Linked DNA regions of Sus scrofa: region 2 is linked to region 1. A link is a contact called in public Hi-C data. All regions are on one chromosome and are shown on one strand. Each heading gives the region's core, a stretch centred on a gene start, on an enhancer-like site or on the middle of the called end of the contact. The rest is flanking DNA. Distances are from core to core; before and after follow the strand shown. Region 1 overlaps UBE2R2 (ubiquitin-conjugating enzyme E2 R2). Region 2 holds the start of UBE2R2 (ubiquitin-conjugating enzyme E2 R2).

What was found. Hi-C and Micro-C count contacts between places; a contact is called where the count stands out from the background.
Region 2: a contact with region 1 is called in a Hi-C map of fetal liver, with 1.7 times the contacts expected there. The contact joins the promoter of UBE2R2 here to the enhancer-like site in region 1. A contact is called at or near these places in 2 of 5 promoter capture datasets (fetal liver and liver), 5 of 47 Hi-C or Micro-C datasets (embryonic fibroblasts, fetal liver, heart right ventricle and 1 more) and 1 of 2 datasets of contacts at active chromatin or transcription factors (alveolar macrophages).

Annotation. Positions count from the first base shown.
Region 1 is chr10:32,970,576-32,974,920 of Sscrofa11.1, reverse strand. All of the region lies in intron 1 of UBE2R2 (ubiquitin-conjugating enzyme E2 R2), which reads left to right. Among named protein-coding and RNA genes, the nearest start is that of UBE2R2, 42 kb to the left of the region's middle. Within about 2 kb of position 2,455, at least 7 of the 83 cell types and tissues checked have an H3K27ac peak or open chromatin away from gene starts, as enhancers often do. A contact at or near this core is called in fetal liver and liver, where this site is marked.
Region 2 is chr10:33,013,185-33,017,932 of Sscrofa11.1, reverse strand. UBE2R2 (ubiquitin-conjugating enzyme E2 R2) reads left to right here and starts at 3,460. Exons shown (of 5, transcript XM_021064700.1): 1 at 3,460-4,244. The coding sequence starts at 4,068.

The sequences.
Region 1 (4,345 bases), core at 1,206-3,705:
AGTTCCTGCTGTGGCGCAGTGGATTAAGGATCCATTGTTGTCTCTGCATCAGCATAGGTTTGATCCCCAGCCTAAGTGTAGCCAAAAAAGAAAAAAAAAAAAGGCAGTTTTACACAACTTTCTTAACTATATGCAGTTAACTATATGCAGTAAAATTTATTTAAAAAACAAAGAGAGGGAGTTCCCTTCGTTGCTCAGTGGTTAAGAGACTAGGATCCATGAGGATCCAGGTTCGATCCCTGGACTCACTCAGTGGTTTAAGGATCAGGCATTGCTGTGAGCTGTGGTGTAGATCAAAGACGAGGCTCAGATCCCGTGTTGCTATGGCTGTGGCATAGGCCAGCAGCTGTGGTTCCGATTTGACCCCTAGCTTGGGAACTTCCATATGCCACACCTGCAGCCCTAAAACAAACAAAATAAATAAAAAAACAAAAAGAACATCCTTATCTTGGAGTTCCACTGTGATGCAGTAGCTGACAAATCTGATTATAGTGGCTCAGGTTGCTGTGGAGGCACAGATTTGATCCCCAGTGCAGTGGATTTAACTGTCCTGTGTTGCTGCAGTTGCTGTTTTGGTCACAGCTGTGGCTTGAATTCAGTCCTTGGCCTGGGAAATTCCATATGCTCTGGGTGCAGCCACTTTAAAAAAAAAAAAAAGAGAGAGAATGTCCTTATCTTTTTCCTGACTTTACTGAGAGTGCTTGTGGCACTTATCAAAGATTATATTGAGTTTTGGGTCAGGCATATATGTTTTACTGTTATTGAAGTATTTGACTCTTAAAAAATAGAATGGATGGGGGTTCCTGTTGTGACTCAGTGGTACCAAACCTGACTAGTATCCATGAGGATGCATGTTCGATCCCTGGCCTTGCTCAGTGGGTTAAGGATCTGGCATTGCTGTGTGGGCTGCAAGATGTGGCTCTGATCTGGCATGGCTGTGGCTGTAGAGTAGGCCAGCAGCTGCGGCTCTGATTCGACCTCTGGCCTGGGAACTTCCATATACTGCAGATGTGGTCCTTAAAAAAAAAAAAAAAAGAATAGGTGAATTCTGTTGTGTGTCTTTTCTGCATCTTTGGAGATAGGATTTTTTCATTCCCAGTTCTACTATCATTGAACTATTTGCTAAGTATTATGACCTCGTAGTGCATGGTTATTATAGAACCAGTTAAGTAAGGTGGATAAGGGTCTGGACCTACCTAGTTGTTTAAAATAAGACCACCTGGGAGTTCCTGTCGTGGCACAGTGGTTAACGAATCCGACTAGGAACCATGAGGTTGCAGGTTCAATCCCTGGCCTTGCTTAATGGGTTAACGATCCGGCGTTGCCGTGAGCTGTGGTGTAGGTTGCAGACACAGCTCGGATCCCTCGTTGCTGTGGCTCTGGTGTAGGCTGGTGGCTATGGCTCCGATTCGACCCCTAGCCTGGGAACCTCCATATGCCGCGGAAGCGGCCCTAGAAAAGGCAAAAAGACAAAAAAAAAAAAAAAAAAAAAAAAAAAAAGACCACCTGGAACTGAGCCAGCCTCACACATAGAAAAATGGTCTAGACTGATGGGCTGGGCAATTTTCAGCCCCAGAGGAGTCTAATCAGAGATGAGAAAATTGTCTGAACAGAGAATTACAAAGATAATAATAGGCATTGTTTATTGCGTGATTAATATGTGCCCTGCCGTGTGCTAAGGGAAATTTGTATATGTATATACAAATTATTACTATATAATACACATATATATTACAGGCTCTATTTGTTACTAGATGTGTGACATTGTGCAAGTTTCTAAAAGTCTTTTTATTCATCTTTTTGTTAAAAATGATGAAAATACATACCTCATACAGGGTGGTTTTAAGAATTAAATGAGTTGATATATGTAAAATACTTAGAACAGTATAAGCTAGAGCTGCTACTACTGTCTTCCTTACAGCAACCCCAAGAGGTATCCCTGAACTAGTTCTGTGTATATGGGAAAACTAAGGCTTGCAGGGAGTTTGAGAATCCAAGGTTAAACAGGTTCCTGGTTTTTTTTTTTAGCTTACTAAGTATGTCTGCCTTTATTTTGCCCTGGCTTTCAAAGCAGGATACTTGGGTGTTCAGCTAAGGGAGGTTTGTCAGGAACTTGTCTGATAAGGGTACCAAGATAGATCCCTGCTACTGAGTTTGGAACATATTTCAGGAAGACAGTGACCATGGTACATGGAAACTGAATGTACTTTTAGAGTAATAACTTCAGAATTAGTGTTGGGGCATACATTGGCATTTGGGCTGAACGAAAGAAGTTGGAGTCCAGTAATTATGTCATTCAGGATTCAACTGAGTCTGAGCATCAAGGCTTTAAATAGCAATCAAGTTCAGAATTGTCCCTGGGAGTTAGGGATTCACCAATTGTGTGGATATTCAAAGTAGCATAGCTATTAGTATGTTTATGGCAGAAACTGGGAATGAGGCCATCATTAGTTACTTCATTTCTCAATCATCCATGTTTACTTTTTATCTCATGACACTAGACAAGCTGTGTCCTGATAATTATGAACTGCTGGTTTAGATGCCCTTTGCAGTAAATAACAAATTGCATCTGCATTCTAATGGTCGATGACTTAACTGCCCTGCTTATCTGGATTCCTGACTTCTGACTTACTTTTAACCTCTTAAAATTTGCCTGCTCCTCTAATCCTGCCAATTTATAGTCCTTAATGCCTTCACATTACTGATTTGACACTTACTGCTTTTCTTTTAATTGAATTTATTTTTCATTTATAAAGATGACTCAGGTACATAGTTGTAAAAGTTAAACATGGAGTTCCCTGGTGGCTCAGTGAGTTAAAAACCCAGTGTTGTCGCTGCTGTGGCACAGATTTGATCACTGTCCCGGGAACTTCTGTGTGCCACAGGTGCTGCCAAAAAAAAGAAGTCAAATATACTATAAAGTTTATAAACAACACTAATCCCTTACCACTCCCCACCGCTCAAAAAGCAACCTCTTTTAGAGCTATTTTGTTTTGTCTTTATTTTTTTGTCTTTTTAGGGCCGCACCTGTGGGCATATGGAAGTTCTCAGGTTAGGGGTCTAATTGGAGGTGTAGCTACTGGCCTGTGCCACAGCCATAGCAATGCAGGATCCTTTAACTTCCTTTAACATGATGAGACCTACATCATGGCAAAGCTGGATCCTTTAACTTACTGAGCGAGGCCAGGGATCAAACTTGAGTCCTCATGGATACTAGTTGGGTTCCTTACCACTGAGCCACAATGGAAATTCCTTAGGTCTGTTTTACAAATGCAGAAACAGTGAGTCTTCAGTTACCTCACATGGTTATGTCTAACATAAAGCCGCACCTGATGTGAGCTCTAGAGTCAATCACATATATTTAGACCATTTTTTGGTTGTTGTTCCTAGGATTGAATTAATAATCATACTTCTCAAATCATGGTTCTTTATAATTTTTTTGCCCATATCATATTTTTTCTTTTGTTGGTTATGTATGTATATATCCATTTCTTTTTATCCCCATTCCCATTTCTCTCCCTCTCATATCCATTAGGCAACCAATCTAACAAGTTTATGACTATCCTCTGGTAGATACTCTTTTTATTTTTCTTTTTTTTGGCCATTGTAGCAGCTTGATGCCGGATCTCAGTTCCTAGATCAGGGATTGAACCTGGGCCACAGTGGTGAAAGCACTGAATCTTTTTTCTTTTTTCTTTTTTTTTTTTTTTTTTTTTTTTTTTTTTTGCTTTTTGCTTCTTAGGGCTGCACTCGTGGCATATGGAGGTTCCCAGGCTAGAGGTCTCATTGGAGGTACAGATGCCAGCCTACACCACACCCACAGCAACACAGGATCCAAGCCACGTCTGCAACCTACACCACAGCTCAAGGAAACACCGGATTCTTAACCCACTGAGCAAGGCTAGGGATCGAACCCATAACCTCATGGTTCCTAGTTAGATTCTTTTCTGCTGCGCCACAAGGGGAACCCCCCCTTTTTTTTTGAAAGCAGTGAATCAGTTCCCATTGTGCCTCAGTGGGTTAAGGATCTGGCATTGCCATGAGCTGTGGTGTAGGTGGCAGACGTGGCTCAGATCTTGCATTGCTGAGGCTGTGGCAGGCCCGGCGGCTTCAGTTCCAATTGGACCCCTAGCCTGGGAACCTCCATATGCCATGGGCGTGGCCCTAAAAGACAAAAGACCGAAAAGAAAAAAGAAAAAGCAGTGAATCATAACCACTGGACCACTAGGAAACTCCCAGTGCTCTTTGTTTCTGGTGGTGCTGTTTTGGCCACATTCTGGGGCATGAGGAACTTCCTAGGCCAGGACCCTCACCACAGCAGTCACCCAAGCTGCTCCAGTGACTA
Region 2 (4,748 bases), core at 2,211-4,710, 42 kb before region 1:
CAGATCTGATCCATGTCTGAGAACTGCACTGCAGCTCATGGCAAAATCAGATCCTTAACCCACTGAGTGAGACTAGGGATAAAACCGGAACCAGTTGGGTTTGTTACCTCTGAGCCATGAGGGAACTTCAGAATTAACCTTCCTTCTTTTTTTTTTTTTTTTTTTTTTTTGCGCTTTTTAGGGCTGCACCTGCAGCACATGGAGGTTCCCAGGCTAGGGGTCCCATCGGAGTTATAGCCGCCAGCCACAGCCACAGCAACGGAGGATCTGAGCTGCATCTGCAACCTACTCCACAGCTCATGGCAAAATCAGATCCTTAACCCACTGAGCAGGGCCAGGGATGGAACCCTTATCCTCTTGGATACTAGTCGGGTTTGTTAACTGCTGAGGCACAAAGGGAACTCCCATAATTAATCTTTTTAAAATAAATACCCTCCTCTCTCATTTATTTTACCAAGATTTTCACATCTTTTCTCTTTGGAAGAAAGATAATAGATTCTTCAGAAGAGCCTTGGTTGGAGAGTACTAGAGGACAGACTGGGCATAAATATCCTGTTTTATTTGCCACTAGAGGGCACCAGTCAGTGAAGTCAATCTGCCTATCATGACGCTATGGGGGAAGCTGTTCCTGCCATTTATTCTTTTAACAAATATGTTTTGCATACCCACTATGTGCCAAACATCATAGTAGCCTGTATATGGTTATGAATAAGACCTGTTGTCCTTATGGAGTTTATAATCTTGAGCACTTATTATGTGTCTAAGAGATCCCTATTAGACATGGGAATGGAGCCTGGGGTTCAATTTGTGATTTGTTGTTGTTGTTACAGATTATCTTTTTACCCTTAGCTATGAACCCATGAGAACAATTCCTTAGTATCTATTTTGTGTCAAACAGTGTGCTAGTTGCTGAGGATCCAGGGATGAATAAGACACAGTTACAACCTACTAATAAACAATGTCTTACCTGCTAAGATAAAAAGGCATGAGACAACTTATGGGGAATTTTGAGTCCTCTGAGAATGGAGTCTTAAATACACAACTCATCAACACACTAAGCTGTGAGCCTTCTAGTCACGTATATGTTTATTAGCCGCCCACCTTAGGGTCATGGCATCATGAATATTGTATGAGTTTGTGAGTTGATTTGAGTCCAGGAAGTGGCTTCTGGTCTGGATGCCAGATGTGTATTCCAGTGACTTAGGCTAGGCACCTGCTACCTTCTGGGTCAGGGTGGGGCTGTGATAACTTTATGTGGGCGAAATGCTTTGAAGATGAACTTTCTGCCTATTTGTCTACTCACAGCCTTGCTATTAAAGGTGTCAACATCATCTCCCATATTTCCAGGTCAGCAATCTTCCTGTCCCTAAATTGAGTGGTGAAGGACAGGAAGTTAGAACCAGTCATACACCATCATTTGGGGAGGAGGGGTTGCATTGACTCAGATATGCTCTAATTCCAGTGGAGTTTGGTCTCAAGACCTAAAGAATAGAGTTGGGAGCTAGGGAATGATTCTTTAAAATACTGAGACTTCAGCTCAGAAAAAAAGAACAATAACAAAAAAATGAAGGGGATCTTTCATTTGGTTATGCATAGTGACTTCCTTCTAAAGAGTACAATACAGAAAGGTAAAAAGGGTAACTTTACAGTGGAGGAACTTGGTATCTTGCCTCAGCCAGGTGATCCAGGTCAATATCAACATTAAGTCATGTTAATATTATAGTCTCCTGATATGATGAAAATATCATTTTATCCCTGTGATCTTCTCCCCCAAACCCCAAAATTCTAGTTTAATCATGAGAAAAACATCAAAACTATAATTGAGAGCCATTCTACTACTTGACTAGTACTCTTCAATACTTTTATGGTCATCTAAAACAAGGAGAGTCTGAGAAACTGTCATAGTCAAGAGGAGCCTAAGGAAACACAAAAACTAAATATAGTATGGTGTCTAGGAGGAATCCTGAAACAGAAATGGGCATTAAATAAAAACTAAGGAAATGTGAGTAAAGACCTCAGTTAATAATAAAATTATCAATGCTGGTTCACTAATTGTAATAAGTACTACACTAATGTAAGATGTTAATAATAGGATAAATTGGTTGCCAGGTATATGGGAACTCTTTGTACTATCTTCTCCATTTTTCTATAAATCCAAAACTTTTTTTTAAGCCTACTAAAAAATTGAGATGTATCCAAACATAGCTGTGCCTTAAAATTTTTTTTTCTTTAAAGTCCTATTTATGGATAATTTACCATGTGCTAGTCATTGTGCTAAATTCTGTACATAGATGATCTTGTTTAATCACTACAATTGTTTATATGTTAGGTATAATTAACTCTCTTTTACGGAAGGAAATGAACAAGGAAGAGGTAATATAATGAAAATGGTGGAGCTAGGGTTGGAACCAAGGATCTTTCTGATCCCCAAATTCTAACTATGTGGAACTCACAGTATCCTGGCCTTTCTAGGAAGTATTCAGGCAGTATCATAGGACATGCCTTCCTAAGAGAAAGCGGTATTCTAAACCATGGGGACTGAAGACTGTCTTCATACCTCACTTCAGTTATGATTGTCTTGAAAGTTCTCCAGTTCTAGATTGGACTTTCAAGCTGAAAGGATCTGTAGGGAGGTCAAAGTTCAACCAAATACATCGTTTTACAAATGGGTAAACTGGGGGATAGCCAGAGCACTTGCCTCAAATCACACAGAAAAGGGCCAGAAACCCAGGTTCTGTCTGTATTATTATTTCTCTATTTCCTACAATTTCTTCATTGTAGTTAAGAAGGGAAGTAGAAACTGGCCTATCTGCCTTCTTCATTTCTCCAATAGGAAACTGCCCCCCAACTCCCTATGCGGGTGACACAGCTTTCTCAAGGATACAATGGCATGAGAACTGGATATGCAGAAGAGATGTCGGGACGCTTGTTCCCACCAATAAGACCCACATTATCAGCACATCCTTGTCAAGCATCTACTGAGTGCAGGGAGAGCAGACTGTGTCACTGGAAGGAAGCGGGAGGGAAGATGGATCAGGGCTCCTATAAGGAGCGGTGCAGAGGCCTGTGGATACACCGAGGGGAAGGAGAGCGAAAGCAGTTTTAGGATCAGAGGTCCCTTCCGGGGCGCGCCTTGACACCATGGCGTCAAGCCACACAACTGTCATTTTGGGGCCAGGGGCAATCTCCTGCGGCCACCCTCGGCCCGCACGAACGCTTGGCCCTTTAAGGGTGGGGGACACGCGCCAGCGTCACAAAGCGCCGCCACCACGCGGGGCAGCGGAGAGGAGGCGCCCAAGTGGGAGAAAGAGGAGGAGGAGGAGGAGGAGGAGGGTGAGGGTGAGGAGGGCGGGGGAGGGAGGGGCGCGCGCACGCGCGTCGGGCCACCCTCCGCCCCAGGCCGCCCTCCCTCCCGACGCGCGCCCCTCCTCCCTCTCTCTCTCTCTCCCTCCCTCCCTCCTTCTTCTCGACTCCGTCGCTCCCGCGGCGCGAGGCGCTCTCGCTCTTCTCCTCCTCCTCCTCCGCCGTCGCCCCTCCCCCCGCGCAGCCGCCGCCGCTGCCGCCGCCGCCGCCGCCGCCGCTGCGAGACCCCCGCGTGCCGCCCTCCTCCCGCCCTTCGGCTCCGCGCGCCCTTCGGCCCCGCGGCCCCCGAGGAGAACGAGAGGGCGAGCGAGCGCGGCGCTCCCGGGCCGGCTCGGCCGCGTACTCTCACCATCGCCGGCCCTCCGCCGCCTTCCTCCAATTCCACCTCCTCTCCCCCCCCCCCAAGTTGAGGCCCCCTCCGGGGGGGGGAGGCCCGGGACCAGGAGCGAATTTCTCCAACTCTCTCCACCCCTCCCCCACACGGCCTGAGTGCGAGGAGAAGGGCTCGGCCCGGCCCGCGTCGTGTGAAGAGGAACCGGGCTGGCCCACGGGCCGTCTGGGGCCTGGTCCGGGCCGCCGGGTGTGTGAAGACCGGGGCCCGTTGCGGCCCGGCCGAGGGCGAGCGCAGGGGAGGGGCCTGGTCCGGCCCGGCCGGTGCGTGAGGACTGGGGCCCCGGCCCGGCGCCGCCGCCGCCGCCGCCGCGATGGCCCAGCAGCAGATGACTAGTTCGCAGAAGGCCCTGATGCTTGAGCTGAAATCCCTGCAGGAGGAACCGGTGGAGGGCTTCCGGATCACCCTGGTGGATGAGTCCGACCTCTACAACTGGGAGGTTGCCATCTTCGGACCCCCTAACACCCTCTACGAAGGCGGCTACTTCAAGGTACCCCCAGCCCCTCTCCAACCTGGCTTCCTCGGGCGGAGGCCGCCGCTTTCCGCTCTTTTCCCGGCCAAGAGTGGCAGCGCGGGTGAGCGGAGGGGGCTCCTCACGTCGGCAGCCCCCTCCCCCATCCGTGGAGGCAGGAAGGCCTCGCTGGCTCTCCAAGTGCCTTTTCTTTGTCATGGGGGCGGGGGCGGGGGCGGGAGGCCAGACTGCACCGGGAAATAGGAAAGTCTCTGTGGCTAGGGTAGTGGCTACCCGAGGAGGAGGAGGAGGAGAGCGGTCTTTGTTTTGTTTCCCCAGCTGAGGGTGTGCGGGAAGAAAGGTGGTCTGTCTTTCCCCTCTCGTCCTCCCATCGGGACCATCTCTGCGCCGGCTGGAACTACCCCAGAGGGCAGAGTGACCTGCACTTATGGGATTGGACCTTTCTTTTGGGGTGGGGGTGGGGGTGGGGGAAGGGTATCGGTCTGTCATTCCAGAGGCTGCCTGGTGCCCTGACATTTTGGG